Linked DNA regions of Sus scrofa: region 1 is linked to region 2. Evidence: chromatin contacts called from public Hi-C data. All regions are on one chromosome and are shown on one strand. The core of a region is the stretch at or near the end of the contact, and the rest is flanking DNA. Distances in the headings are between cores, read along the strand shown. Region 1 overlaps STRIP2 (striatin-interacting protein 2). Region 2 has its middle 45 kb from the start of MIR183.

Region 1 (6,973 bases), core at 1,948-4,447, 280 kb before region 2:
TGCGTCTGAGCCACCTTTCAGTTCTCCTGGTGTCCCGGGAGAACTTAAAGCTGTCACTGTCAAATTTAACTTCCTTGAAGTATTAGCTGGTGGGGTGTATGGTTTGGCCTCTTCACAAAGACATTTGTATTTTAATAGTTCTGAAATCCTAAAATGCCACAACTCAAAGAAATGAAACTGCAGCAATGAATTTCAGCCCTGTGGCAGAAGGATCCAGAAAACTGTTTTTTATGAAGGAGGCTACCTGTCCGGCCAACCGTGATTTCTAGTATAAATCATAAGTTGGGTCAATTATACTTCTTTTTAAAGTGTTATACAGAATTTGTAACCAAAGGTAGATAATAGACTATAGATAGATCAATTTCTAGTTTAAAAAAATACAGTATTTTCACATCCATTATTTCATTTAATCTCCTCAGTGCTAAGAGGTATCAAAAGTTTTATTCCCATTTCACTAATTAGGAAAATTCAGGGAGGTTAATTGACTGACTTTAGGATAACATGCTGGTGAGATCCCTAAAGTAAGCAGCAGAGTTCTGGGTCAAAACACAAATTGTTTTTTTGTTTTTGTTTTTTGTGTTTTTTTTGGCTATTTCAGGGCCACACCTGTGGCAAATGGAGGTTCCCAGCCTACAGAGGTCAAACTGGAGCTGTACCCACCAGCCTGCACCACAGCCACAGCAACTTGGGATCTGAGCTCTGTCTGTGATCTACACCACAGCACGGCAACACCAGATCCTTAACCCACAGAGCAAGGCCACGACTCGAACCTGCATCCCCATGGATGCTAGTCAGGTTCGGTAACTGCTGAGCCACGAAGGGCACTCCAAAAATTGCTTTCTGATCACAATTGCTGTGGATTGCTCCAGCCAAGTGGGGACTTGGGAGGTTAAGAGTAGATGCTTCGTCCTCGGTTTGCTACTTCCTTAAGAACTAGAAGCATGTTAATCAGTAGAGTTGACCAGAAGTGCTTTATCGGAGGCAAAGTTCCTAAAATAGAAGAAGGCTGACCTGATACTGGAGGTGACTGCAGAGGGGCTAGGAGATGTTGCCACACCAGTCTGTCAGCACTGCCTGAAACCCCATCCTGGAGAGGCAGCCTACTTGTATGTAGTTTAAAACACACAGAATCTGAAGTCACAAGTCCTAGATCTGCTACTTGCTAGATGTGTAATCTCGAGTGTAAGACACTTTGCTTCTCTGAGCCACAGTATTTTTGTCTTTAAAATGAGAATTTAAAAAATTTTTTAAATAAAATAATATTCTGGCTATATCATAGACTTTTATAAGCATTAGTTAAGATAAACATATTTGAGAGTGCTTTACTTTTTCTGTTTAGGGGAAGCATTGGAGAATGGGTATTTTTCTAACTACAGAGGCTTGTACACTCACTTAAAAATGGCACTTGATAAGTGCTCATGGGGTTACCCAGGAAAATGAAAGTGGAGGTCCGGCTGGGTAAGGGCTGCAGCTTCATGAAGGCACCTGTGTGTATCAGTCAACCCTCTTAAGTAGCCAAAACCAACTGGATGTGGCTCACACGGATTGGGAATTTGTCAAGAGAAAATGGGCAGTACGTTATCCTGAGGAACCTAGGACAAAGATGCTGCTCTGGGCCTCAGGGTTGGTCTGTAGCATAGGGAGCCCAGGAAGCCCTCCACCTCCATCCAGGGCCACTAAGCCTCTGTACCTGCACTCCAGTTTTTCCTTTCTCACTGATAAACAGTTTTATCTGCCTCTCAGGCCACTTGGCAAAACATGCCCACATGAGCTAAACATATTCCTGTGCCACTTCAGAACTTGAATTTGCTCTCAATCCCCCTTCCACATTCCCAGGGATAGAGGTCCATCTTTGGATCCGTCAGCTGTGGCTGGGGAGTGGGGTTCAGGAGCTAAATGCCTCCCTGCACCATGGGCCTCGAAGCAGGGGTCAGACAATCCAGTAGGCATCCATCAGGTTCAGGTTGGAGTTGAAAGAGCAGTAGTGCCAGACTACACCATTTGCCAAGATTGATCTGGATGCAGTGGTCCTCTGTGTATCATCTGCAAGCTTTACTGTTGCATGATCCCAAGAAACTTGAGCACCCACAGGTCGTTGTTGCACAGTTTCCTCATGGCTCCTAAAATCTAGATATGCCAGAAACTTGTAACTTTATGCCCCCTAAGGCTAGAATTCAGTACACTGAGATTGGAACAATTCATTTTTTTTTTTTTTTTTTTTTTGTCTTTTGTTGTTGTTGTTGTTGTTGTTGCTATTTCTTGGGCCGCTCCCTCGGCATTATTGTTGTTGTTGTTGCTATTTCTTGGGCCGCTCCCGCGGCATATGGAGGTTCCCAGGCTAGGGGTCGAATCGGAGCTGTAGCCACCGGCCTACGCCAAAGCCACAGCAACGCGGGATCCGAGCCGCGTCTGCAACCTACACCACAGCTCACGGCAACGCCGGATCGTCAACCCGCTGAGCAAGGGCAGGGACCGAACCCGCAACCTCATGGTTCCTAGTCGGATTCGTTAACCACTGCGCCACGACGGGAACTCCCGAAACAATTCATTTTTGATTTCCCACCCTCATTTCCTGATCACCAGTACCTACTTTGCCATGGGGCTTTGTCAGTGGGAGGTGGGTGGATGAGTAAATAAGCCAGCCAAGAATGTTTGTCCTAATGGAGCAGAACTGAACTGGCAACCTTGGGAGAATCCAACAGAGTGAAATAAGATGATGAGCAACATTATAGGTAGATCCACTGCCCTCTCCTCTCCTGCCTTTGTGGGTTTCTTGGCTTATTTCTAGCCAAATAAATTGTTGCCTTCTGCTTGGATAGAAGTTTTGACTTTCAAAATGTAGAGACAGGTTCATATTCCTCTTTATAAAAATCTCCACTTTGCTAACATCATTTATCCATTTCCAACTACTCTAGTTCAGATGGATTGCTGTTTAAAACTTCATGGAATGTCGGAACCAGAAGGCTCACTAGAGATTAGCTAGTCTAAATTCTGCATTGTGCCAGTGAGTAAGGGAGAAGAGGAAAGAGAGAGAGAGAGCTGTCATTTTGAGTGACTGTGTCCCTGTCATCATGCAGTACTTATTTCCCCTTCTGACTCATGCCTGCACCCCTGGGTTTACCACAGAGTCTCCAGCCCTCTTTTAGTCCCTCACTGCCTATTTTGGGGGGCAGATGCTATTACCATTCTTGAGCTACTAGACTGGCCTTGCTGCAGGAAGCTGCCTCTGTCTCAAGTTTCCTCTAGGAGTGGCTTCGCCGAACATTTCCCAGACCTGCTGGCTTTCAGAAACATCTGGTAAGAGCCACAGGAGAGGTCTTTGTTTCATCCTCATAGCCATAGGTTATTTGTTGTGAAGTGGGATAAGTTTGGGCAGCATCTCTGGGAAAGCAGTTATATTCACACATACACATAAGCATACTCTTAAATACAGAAACACAAATGCACACAAGCTTATGTATTTCATTGAAGAAGGGAGGAGAAAGGTGGCCATACAGAGGTCTTTCGGCTTTCTCTTGCCTCTGCCATATGGGGGCCAGCCTGAAAGAACTCTGTTGGTTTCTCTCATGGCCATGAGGAGGAGATTGGATCTGGCGTTGCTGGCATCAGAACCCTCAGTTTGAGCTAAAGTCACTAAGCAATCTGGGAAATAGATGGGGCCTGCCGAGGAGAAATAACTCCTGCCCTTTCTCATATAGCCATTTCCTGCCATTGCCATTTACCTAAAAGCTGTCCTTATCTCTGCATCTTGCAGCATCTCGGTCCTGGATTACCCTTGCTGTACCATCCAGGATTTGCCAGAGCTTACTACAGAGAGTCTGGTAAGCAGATGGGGATTTGGTAGCCTTTGAAATTGCCAGGTGGCAGAGGTTGGCATTTGTTCTTCCTTTTCTTCTCTAGCCCCCTAATGCCCTGGTTTGGGAGTCTCAGATCAATAAAGGCACCTTGGCAAGAGCACAGAGGTAGGAGGGGTTTAGAGCTGCCGACCCAGTTGAGAAAGATTTGGAAAAGCTGAGCACAGCGTTTTGTAGGGAAAAGCGTCAGTGCAAAACACTGAGGAGAGAGAATTTAGAAAGATAATGGGAGTCAAGTTGAATGTGAACATCCGTGCTGAATGGCCGGAGACTCTTTTCTGTTCTAGCCTAAAACAATTATCTGTCTTCTTTTTGCTGTGCTTCAGCCTATTCTCATTTCCATATAGGTTATACAACCCAGGAGTGTGTACTTCAGAAAATATTTGTCTTTGTCTCTCTGAGGCAAAAGTCGATTTGGCCCCAGAAGGATGACCCAGAAAGCTCCTCATGCTGGAAAGAGCTTTAGGCAAATCAGAAAAGTCCCTCAGAGTTATTCTGAATCCTGTGAAACTGGCTGATCAACAGCATGTTGAAGATCAACTTAGCTATTACCTCAGCCCATAGCCTCACCCCATTGCACTGTGATTGTCTATCTGTATTTGTTTCCCCATTTGACAGAAAACTCCTTGAAGGAAGAGACAGTACCATCTTCATCTTTATATCCCCAGAGTCTAGCACCATGTTCAGTACATGGAAGGAGTTCAATAAATGATCGGATGGCAGTGCCTGTGTGTTCCCCAACCCCTTGTCCCCCAGTTTAATACCTGCAAAGTGTCACATCAGAAAAGTATATTGCGCAAAAGTAGAATGGTGGTAACTTCTGGGGCACAAGTTTTACAGAACTGTAGGATTCTTGGCTGGAGGGGACCTGAGTGCCATTTGGCCTACCCCCCTATTTCAAAGATGAGAAACCTAGGGGCCCAGTGGATGAAGTGACTTGTCAGATCCACTCCTCATAGATATCAACCCTGAATTAGAGAAAAACCTGAGTCCTGAGACACCAAGTCTAGCACTTCTTTTAGCACCTGGGCAGAGACTTCCTGTCTGAATTAGATGTGGTCTCAGTAGTCAAGGAAGTTGAGAGCTTCTTAACACTGCAGAGAGAGGTAATAAGTTGTCTAACCTTATTTATGATAGTCAATTTTTAAAGCAACTGTATGAGGTTGGTATTAATGTTTTGTAGATGGAGAAGTTAGGTAGCTGCCAGAACCTTACAGTTGAAAGCAACAGAGCCAAAGTGGAGACCCTCTGCCAATGCGTCCCTGCCATTCAGAGTTGGAATGAGGAATGCACTTTCTCACAGAAACAGTAGTACACAGATAGCATTAAAACTTTTCAGGAATTCCCGTCGTGGCACGGCGGTTAACAAATCCAACTAGGAACCATGAGGTTGTGGGTTCAATCCCTGGCCTCACTCAGTGGATTAAGGATCCCGCATTGCCATGAGCTGTGGTGTAGGTCGTAGATGCAGCTCAGATCTGGCGTGGCTGTGGCTGGCAGCTGTAGCTCCTATTCGACCCCTAGCCTGGGAACCTCCATTTGCTATGGGTCCAGCCCTAAAAAAGCAAAAAAAAAAAGAAGAAGAAACAAAGAAACCCACCCTTTTCAATTAGTAGGGTATTTCAAAACATAAAGTCAGCTTTTATGACCTGAATCTATTTCTTGATACAATGTGTTCTCTTTTCTCAGTCACATAAGTAGAAATTAGCATAAAAAACACTCATGCTAGGTATTCTTGTCCTTTCTGTGAAGCAACAGTGGCACCTGCTGGTTTCATTTGGTAATCAGTTTTTTGTTTTTTTACTTGAACTTTAAAAGAATTCCCTGAGCCCAGTAATGGACTTAACTAGCAAGTTCGCTCCACACAGGCCTTCAACACAGTGGTTTGTTTATCTAATCTGATGGCTTCTGCACTCAGAAAGGACTAGTGTTGGAGTTCCCTGGTGGCTCAGCAGGTTAATAATCCAGTGTTGTCACTGCTGTGTCACAGGTTCCATTCCTGGCCCAGGAACTTCCATGTGCCATGGGCATGAGAAAAAAGAAAAAAATATATTTTGCTGCAGTTAACCATGTATATATTGGTTCATTCAATATATTCATTTGTATATATCATTCATATATATATGTATATATATATACATACACATATACATATTATTTAAAAAAATAAGAACTTTACATGTTTCAATTTACATGGTAAAATTTAAATGTTCACAATATCATTTTATTAAACATTCCTGAGAACATAATTTTTAATAGCTACACATAATATTCCACTACTTTTTTTTTGCCACACCCAAGGCATGTAGACATTCCCAGGCCAGGGATCACCCCTGAACCACAACAGCAATCCAGGTCATTGCAGTGACAATGCCAGATCCTTAACCTGATGTGCCACAAGGAAACCCCCCCCACTACTTAATTTCTTTTTAAAGATTGTTTTCTACTATTATTGGGCATTTATTTCAGTGTTCTTCGTATCCAAAATGAATATACTCGTACCTCATTTCTGATTATTTCCTTAAGATAAATTCCTTGAAGTGGAATTATTTGGCTAAGGTAATCTCGATTCATATTTTTTCAGTTTTCTGAATTTGAACTGAGTTCAACTTCATTTGGCACTCCAACTACACATATAATGGACATGAAATAAAGGCAGAGTTAATGGCATGTTAATTTCTAAAGTGTTCTCATTTTGTCAAAATATTTCTCTCTCCAGTAGGCCATCTTTACTCATGTGCTGAATAGTTTCCTCACCTACCTGACATAGGAAGTCTCACAATTTTCCAAAAGTCTATATTCCAAATTCAACCCACTAAAAAGACATTAAATTTAAATTCCAAACATAAGAGAAGGATGATGAGTATATGATTGTATGGAAGTTAGGTATGGCCTTTGGAAGGAGGTTGCTAAAGAGGCAGTGGGTGTGGCCTTAGCAAGTACTGTAGGAAGCTCAGCCTCCTCTGGGTGGTTGTTTAGAGCAGTGGTATGAGAAGTAGGATGTGCAACACGATGCTTTAGGGGTGGAATATATTAGATCTTCTATGTGTATTAATATCCTTTTTTCTATATTTCTGTGCACTTTATAATATACATCATGTTGCTACAACAATCCGTTT
Region 2 (6,883 bases), core at 2,490-4,989:
CCAGGCAAACGAGGTCTCTAGCTGTACCATGGCCTGGAGGGACACCAGATCATAGCACATTTGGGCCTCCTCTGCCAGTTAGGAATTGAGCTAAGCTGCCAGGACAGGCAGAGACTGCTCTGTGTGTCCCTGAGGCTAATCTTCCCTATTCCTTACTGATAGAACTCCACTGCTTTGGAAAACCCCAACTTTTAAAATATAAATCTCAATATTTTTTACATAATAGCAGGACTTTAAAAAAATATCTATCATGGGAGTTCCCGTCGTGGCGCAGTGGTTAACGAATCCGACTAGGAACCATGAGGTTGCGGGTTCGGTCCCTGCCCTTGCTCAGTGGGTTAACGATCCGGCGTTGCCCTGAGCTGTGGTGTAGGTTGCAGACGCAGCTCAGATCCTGCGTTGCTGTGGCTCTGGCGTAGGCCAGTGGCTACAGCTCCGATTGGACCCCTAGCCTGGGAACCTCCATATGCCGCAGGTGTGGCCCAAAGAAATAGCAAAAAGACAAAAAAAAAAAAAAAAAAATCTATCATGAAAAATTTATACCCTTCTCAAAAGTAGAGAGAACGGTATAATGAAATCTCATGCAGCCATCGCTCTGCTTCAACAATTGGTTAAGAGGGCCGGTTCTGTTTCATCTATTACCTCCCCTCCCACCACTAGGTTCTGGATTTTTTTGTTGGTTTGTTTTTTGGCTGCATCTGCAGCATGTGGACGTTCCCAGGCCAAGGATGGAATCCGCACTACATCAGTGACACAGGCTGATGCAGTGACAAGGCAGAATCCTTAACCCGTTGCACCACAAGGGAACTCTGACCACTGGGTTATTTTGAAACAAATCCAAATATCATACTATTTCATCCATCAATTCAAAATGTATTTCTAAAAGTTAGTCTTTGAACACACACACACACAACACACACACACACACACACACACACGCATATATATGTTCACACATACAACATAAACACAATACCTTTCTTGGAGTTCCCATCATGGCCCAGTGGAAAAGAAGCCGACTAGGAACCCTGAGGTTGCAGGTTCAATCCCTGGCCACGCTCAGTGGGTCAAGGACCTGGTGTTGCCATGAGCTGTGGTATAGGTCGCAGACGCGGCTTGGATCTGGCATGGCTGTGGCTGTGGCTGTGGTGTAGGCCTGCAGTGGTAGCTCCGATTTGTTTTTTTTGTTTTTTGTTTTTTGGTCATTTTGCCATTTCTAGGGCTGCTCCCGCAGCACATGGAGGTTCCCAGGCTAAGGGTCCAACCGGAGCTGTAGCCACCGGCCCACGCTACAGCCACAGCAACACAGGATCCAAGCTGCATCTGCGACCCACACCACAGCTCATGGCAACGCTGGATCCTTAACCCACTGAGCAAGGCCAGGGATCAAACCTGCAACCCCATGGTTCCTAGTCAGATTTTCTAACCACTGCACCACGACGGGAACTCCTATAGCTCCAATTTGACCCCCAGCCTGGGAACATCCATATGCCGCGAGTGCGGCCCTAAAAAGGAAAAAACAAAAACAAAAAACAACCAAACAAACAAAAAATCCATAATATCTTTCTCACCTATAAAAAAGTATAGATTTGTTAATATCACATATCCAGTCATTGTTCAAATTTCCCCAATTTGCCTCATAATTTTTATTTATTTATTTTACTTTTTGGGCTGCTCCACACCATACACAGTTCCCAGGCGGGGATCAGTCTGAGCTGCAGTTGTGACCTAAGCTGCAGCTACAGCAACGCCAGATCCTTAACCCACTGTGCCAGGCTGGGGTGAACCTAGGTCCCAGTGCTCCCAAGATGCCACTGATCCCGTTGTGCCACAGGAGGAACTCCTAAAATAAATCTTGAGATAAGCTGTTCAGTGCTAACACATGGTCATAGTTATGGCTGTATAACTAATTACACCCCAAACTTAAAGGTTTACAACTACAAACAGTGCTTCTCTGTTTCAGTTTCTGAGCATCAGGAATCTGGGATTCAGGAGGCCTCGGCTGCAGTTATTCCTTGCTTGACTCCGTCTGGAGGAGCCACTGGTTTAGGGCTTCAATTTTTAGCCGGGTGAGTCCCTCCAAAGGGCAGCTCAGATCATATCAACTGACTTCCTCCAGAGCGAGAGAGCCGAGACAGCAAGGGAGCAAGACAGAGTTTACAGTGAAGGCTGCGGTCTTCCACTCCATCTCAGAAGCTACACCACCTGGGCCTTTCTTATCCTTCCTGCCCCTTTCTCCTGCCCTTGTACCCCAGACCCCCATCAATCCTGCCCTTCTGCCCTGCCCCATCTGCCCCTGCAGCCTGTGCCACTGTCCCTTCTTGCTCAGCCCTCTTGCTTCTGGAGAACACTTTGGGTCCCTGTCCACTCCTGTGTCTCTCCCTTTCCTCTGTGGTTTTGCTTTGTGCCTCTGATGCCTGATGACTTGGTCCAAAGCCACTATTCCACTCTAAACCTCCAGGTCAACCAGAACTTGAGACCCATCCACCTTCATCTTCCCACCAGGTCCACTCCCATCATCCTTGCACACCCCTGGCCAATCCCTTACCTGAGCTGCCCGGGGCCTTTCTCTCTTTATCCAGGTCCTTCCCATCCAGCCAGGCCTTGATCAAGCTCCCTCTTCCAGGAAGCCCCCTTCTTGTGGTTTGTAGTTCTTTCATGACCTTTATTCCCCTCTGCCCAAAAGGTCAGCTGGGGCGGCGGGCACAGCCAGCCCCTCCCAGGACTAGTGGACACCTTGACAGGGAGCGCATCACCTTGGGAGCCTTTGGGGCCTCCATGCTGAACTCCAGGTCTGCTCTGGGAACTCTTCCCCTGCAGGCATCACATGACATCCCTCTTCTCTGGGTCCCCACCCACTAGGACAGGGCCCTGGCTTCTGCTGGGACTGTTTCATCTTTGTTAATGCAGAGGAGAGATAGTTTGGTTCATGGCAGGTGGGGGCAGCCAGCTGGGATGGCTTTGCTCTGGCCGGGTCACTCCGGCTACCAGTGGCTCCTGAGGCCTGGTCTCCAGAGTCCCTCGGCTTCTCTCCTTTTCCAAGTCGCCAGGAATTCTGCGGCGCCTTCTTGACCTTCCAACAAATCTCTGCTTGTGCACTCACATCTGTCACTGGCTGCCAGGAGCCACGGCAGTGGGAAGTCAGGCTGGGAGGCTCTGGCTCCTACTGAGATGGGCAAGGGTGGGGAGGGTGGGGATGGGGGAAAGGGGCTGGAGGCTTATCTTTGGCATCCTCGTCTCTTTTTCTTTCTTTCTTTTTTTTTTTTTTTTTTTTTTTTTTTTTGTCTTTTTTGCTATTTCTTGGGCTGCTGCCACGGCATATGGAGGTTCCCAGGCCAGGGGTCGAATCGGAGCTGTAGCCACCGGCCTACGCCAGAGCCACAGCAACGCGGGATCCGAGCTGCGTCTGCAACCTACACCACAGCTCACGGCAACGCCGGATCGTTAACCCACTGAGCAAGGGCAGGGATCGAACCTGCAACCTCATGGTTCCTAGTCGGATTCGTTAACCACTGCGCCACGACGGGAACTCCCTCCGCTGTTTTTTCTTTCTGGCAACTGCAGGGTACCGCGGTGGGGATAAGGGGTCCCTGGTGACCGAGACGCCGCGAGGCCTCCGGGTTTCACCTGGGCCAGCTGGGTGAAGGGCGGGTCGGCCCGTGAGCCGGGGCCGCAGCGTGAGGCTCGCGCGCCCTCTGGTGCCCGAGGCGGGACTGGCTAAGGTGGCCGGGTTGGGCCGCGCCCCTCTGGCCGGTCTCCAATCCTGCGCCTCGGGTCCTGAGCCCCCACCCGCACCCAGAAGAGACTCCAGACTCTTCTGTCTGTCATCTCCGCGGCGGGGACCTGCGAGCCCTCGGAGTGACTGCAGCGTGAGGTCGCGGGCTCCAGCCAACGGCGCGCGCACAGGACCCGGGGCGCCCTGGAGTCCTGGAAGCCACGCCTCGGGGCCGCACCGGATGGACCCCGAGGGTCCCCACAACCCCGGCCGCCGCCTCGTTCGCCCACGACTGTGGCGTCCGCGCGCGGTAACAGAAGTGGGTGCAGGCTCTGGACTGTACGCGGGGACCCCGGGACCCCAGTATATTCTCTGTGGAGTGTGAGGTTCTGGGTTCTACTCCAAATCCCCGACAAAGGTCGCTTTTGTGACTTCTTTTCTTCTAAAAATTCTCACTCCACCTAGAGGCGTCCTGGGCTGCACCGTCCAGGAGGTGCCACCAGCCGCTTGAGCCAGTCAATGTGATGACGGAGGAACTGAATTTTTCATCTTATTTAATTGTAATTAATTTAAATTCAAAAACAAGCAGTGTAAAAATTTCTGTAAACATTGATTTTTTTTTTTTTTTAAGAAATGTGGCTTCTAGATGGATAAAAGGTCCTACTCTATAGCACAGGGAACTATATCCAATCCATATATATATAACTGGGTCACTGTGCTGCAGAAATTGGCACAATACTGTAAATCAACTATGCTGTAATAAAAAAGAAATCAATAGCAAATAAAAAATAAAAAAAGAATGGACATTTTTAAAAAGCAAGTTGATTTTTCCTGGCATAGACCATGATAGAAAGAATATTACAGAAGTTCCCATCATGGTTCAGCAGTTAACGAATCCAACTAGATCCATGAGAATGCAGGTTCAATCTCTGGCCTTGCTCAATGGGTTAAGGATCTGGCATTGCCATGAGCTGTGGTGTAGGTTGCAGACAAGGCTCAGATCTGACATTGCCGTGTCTGAGGTGTAGGCTGGCGGCTACAGCTCCTATTCAACCCTTAGCCTGGGAATCTCCATGTGCTGTGGGTACAGTCCTAAAAAGACCAAAAAAAAAAAAAAAAAAAAAAAAAAGATTAAAAAAAGTATGTATATATAGGAGTTCCTGTTGTGTCTCAGTGGTTAACGAATCCGACTAGGAACCATGAGGCTGTGGTGTAGGCCAGCAGCTGTAGCTCTGATTGGACCCCTAGCCTGGGAACCTCCATATGCCATGGGTGCAGCCCTAGAAAAGACAAAAAAAAAAAAAAGAATGTGTATATATATTATATACAAATGACAGTCACTTTGCTGTACAGCAGAAATTGGCACACTGTAAATCAACTATAGTTTGAACAAAAGAAAGAAATGCAGATACCAGAAAGTTTTAAATTATGTAGATGGCATTCTATTTTTATATATTTCTGCTCTTAGGAGTGGATCGATCGCCAGCCCAATTAGCCCAGTATAGTGGGTTTTATTTTCAGCTCAATCTGAGTTTTATTCTCTGTCTCCACTGCAGGGTCTAGAGGTTGGGGACACCGATACCAAGTGGAAATGGGGATGTGTGTAGGGAAAGGCCCTGACCGTCAGGAATCAAGTCCAGGGGACCTCTGGGCAGGTCAGCCAGGCTTACTGGGTCAACCAGGAGACATCTCATGGGAGCTGCACTTGGCAGAATGAGGCTCCCACGGACACAGGGGCCCACAGCCCCAGTCAAGGCCCAGGGCTTGGCACCACGTGGGCTTGTGGAAGGAATGATCATCTATGGCCTGAAGCGGATTTGTTACCAGCACAGAATTCTTTTGAAATCTGTAGAAGTGTATCTTTTAAAAGCTTTATTCCATGGAGTTCATTGTGGCTCAGCGGTAACAAACCCAACTAGTATCCATGAGGATGCAGGTTCGATCGCTGGCCCGATTAGCCCAGTGTAGTGGGTTAAGGATCTGGTGTTGCCACAAAGGTCACAACTGCACTTGGATCTGACCCCTGGCTGAGGAATTCCATATGCTGCTGGGCAGCCAAAAAACCAAAACAAAAACCTCCCATCATCCTTCATTATAAACACACACACACACACACACACACTCCCCCCACATAGTGAGAGGGGGAATACTCCCATGTCTTTTACCTTCTAACTTTAAATCTCTCGTTAGGGTAACTCTTCAGTTCTAAGAAGTTCTGGGTACACAAACCCTACAATGTGAGGCAGTGGAGAGCAGGGTTGGCCCAAGGAAGATAGTCCTAGGCTCACCCGGGGATCTGAGTACCAGAGAAGGTGGTGGGCTCCTCATAAGCAAGGCCGCTCAGTCTGTTAGGTGGTCCCAGGGCCTCTGCAGGTCCAAGGATGTGGGATCCAGTCAAATCCTCTGTGCCCTGGTTCTGGGTGGGGAGAAGGAAACACCAGCATCTAGTGTCACAGAAATGTATTTCGTAGGGTAGAGAGCAGCTTTCAGAGATAACAATAGTTTACAGTGAGTAAAAAGCTCTAGGGCTCTGAGCCCACAACTTTCTGTTTGAGGACAACTTTCTTTGGAAATCCTGGGGCCCCCTTCTCAGGAAAGGGGCAGTGCCTCAGGCAGGCAGCAGTGAGACACCTGCCACTCAGGACTGAGGCTAAGAAAGGTTAAGAGCGATGCTGGGTGAGATTGCTGGTGTGTGGGAGACCCAAACCCCACTGCATGCACCGAGACGTCTCATGGAGTTTGTAAAGCAGTTGCCTTGTGAGAGATCAATTGGATGGACTGTTCCCATGACCCATGGATCTCTTAATTCCCCTTCCAGCTGGAAAATGGGTGCTCTAAACTCCCAAAGCTCTTTGGGTCCAAAAACTCTAAACTCTGGTCTTGAAACCTTGGTGCTTTTCAAGTAACTAAATCCTATCGTATTGTTTCAGAGCCTAGATGGAGTTCTGAGTCCAAGTGTCTATGAGAACCTATCAGTTTAGGGACCTCATGTTACAGAGGAACTCGAGGCCATGCAGAGCCTGAGGCTGCACAGCTGGTTAACAGAGGAGTGGAACAGGGCTCGCAGCGCTGGTTCGGTCCTTTGGTCCATTACCACCCTGGCTGAGGAGTTAGTCAGGACCTGTGGCTGTCTTGTTTCTGAGCACTGGGGGCAGCCAGGGGTGCTGG

Evidence for each region. A called contact is a pair of places that touch in the nucleus more often than the background predicts.
Region 1: a contact with region 2 is called in a Hi-C map of skeletal muscle, with 5 times the contacts expected there. The contact joins two enhancer-like sites. A contact is called at or near these places in 3 of 47 Hi-C or Micro-C datasets (embryonic fibroblasts, skeletal muscle and subcutaneous adipose tissue) and 1 of 2 datasets of contacts at active chromatin or transcription factors (alveolar macrophages).

What each region holds. Positions count from the first base shown.
Region 1 is chr18:19,217,400-19,224,372 of Sscrofa11.1, reverse strand. STRIP2 (striatin-interacting protein 2) reads left to right here. Exons shown (of 21, transcript XM_003134694.6): 18 at 3,755-3,821. Among named protein-coding and RNA genes, the nearest start is that of SMKR1, 21 kb to the right of the region's middle. Within about 2 kb of position 3,197, at least 6 of the 83 cell types and tissues checked have an H3K27ac peak or open chromatin away from gene starts, as enhancers often do. A contact at or near this core is called in skeletal muscle, where this site is marked.
Region 2 is chr18:18,933,972-18,940,854 of Sscrofa11.1, reverse strand. No RefSeq gene overlaps it. Among named protein-coding and RNA genes, the nearest start is that of MIR183, 45 kb to the left of the region's middle. Within about 2 kb of position 3,739, at least 29 of the 83 cell types and tissues checked have an H3K27ac peak or open chromatin away from gene starts, as enhancers often do. A contact at or near this core is called in skeletal muscle, where this site is marked.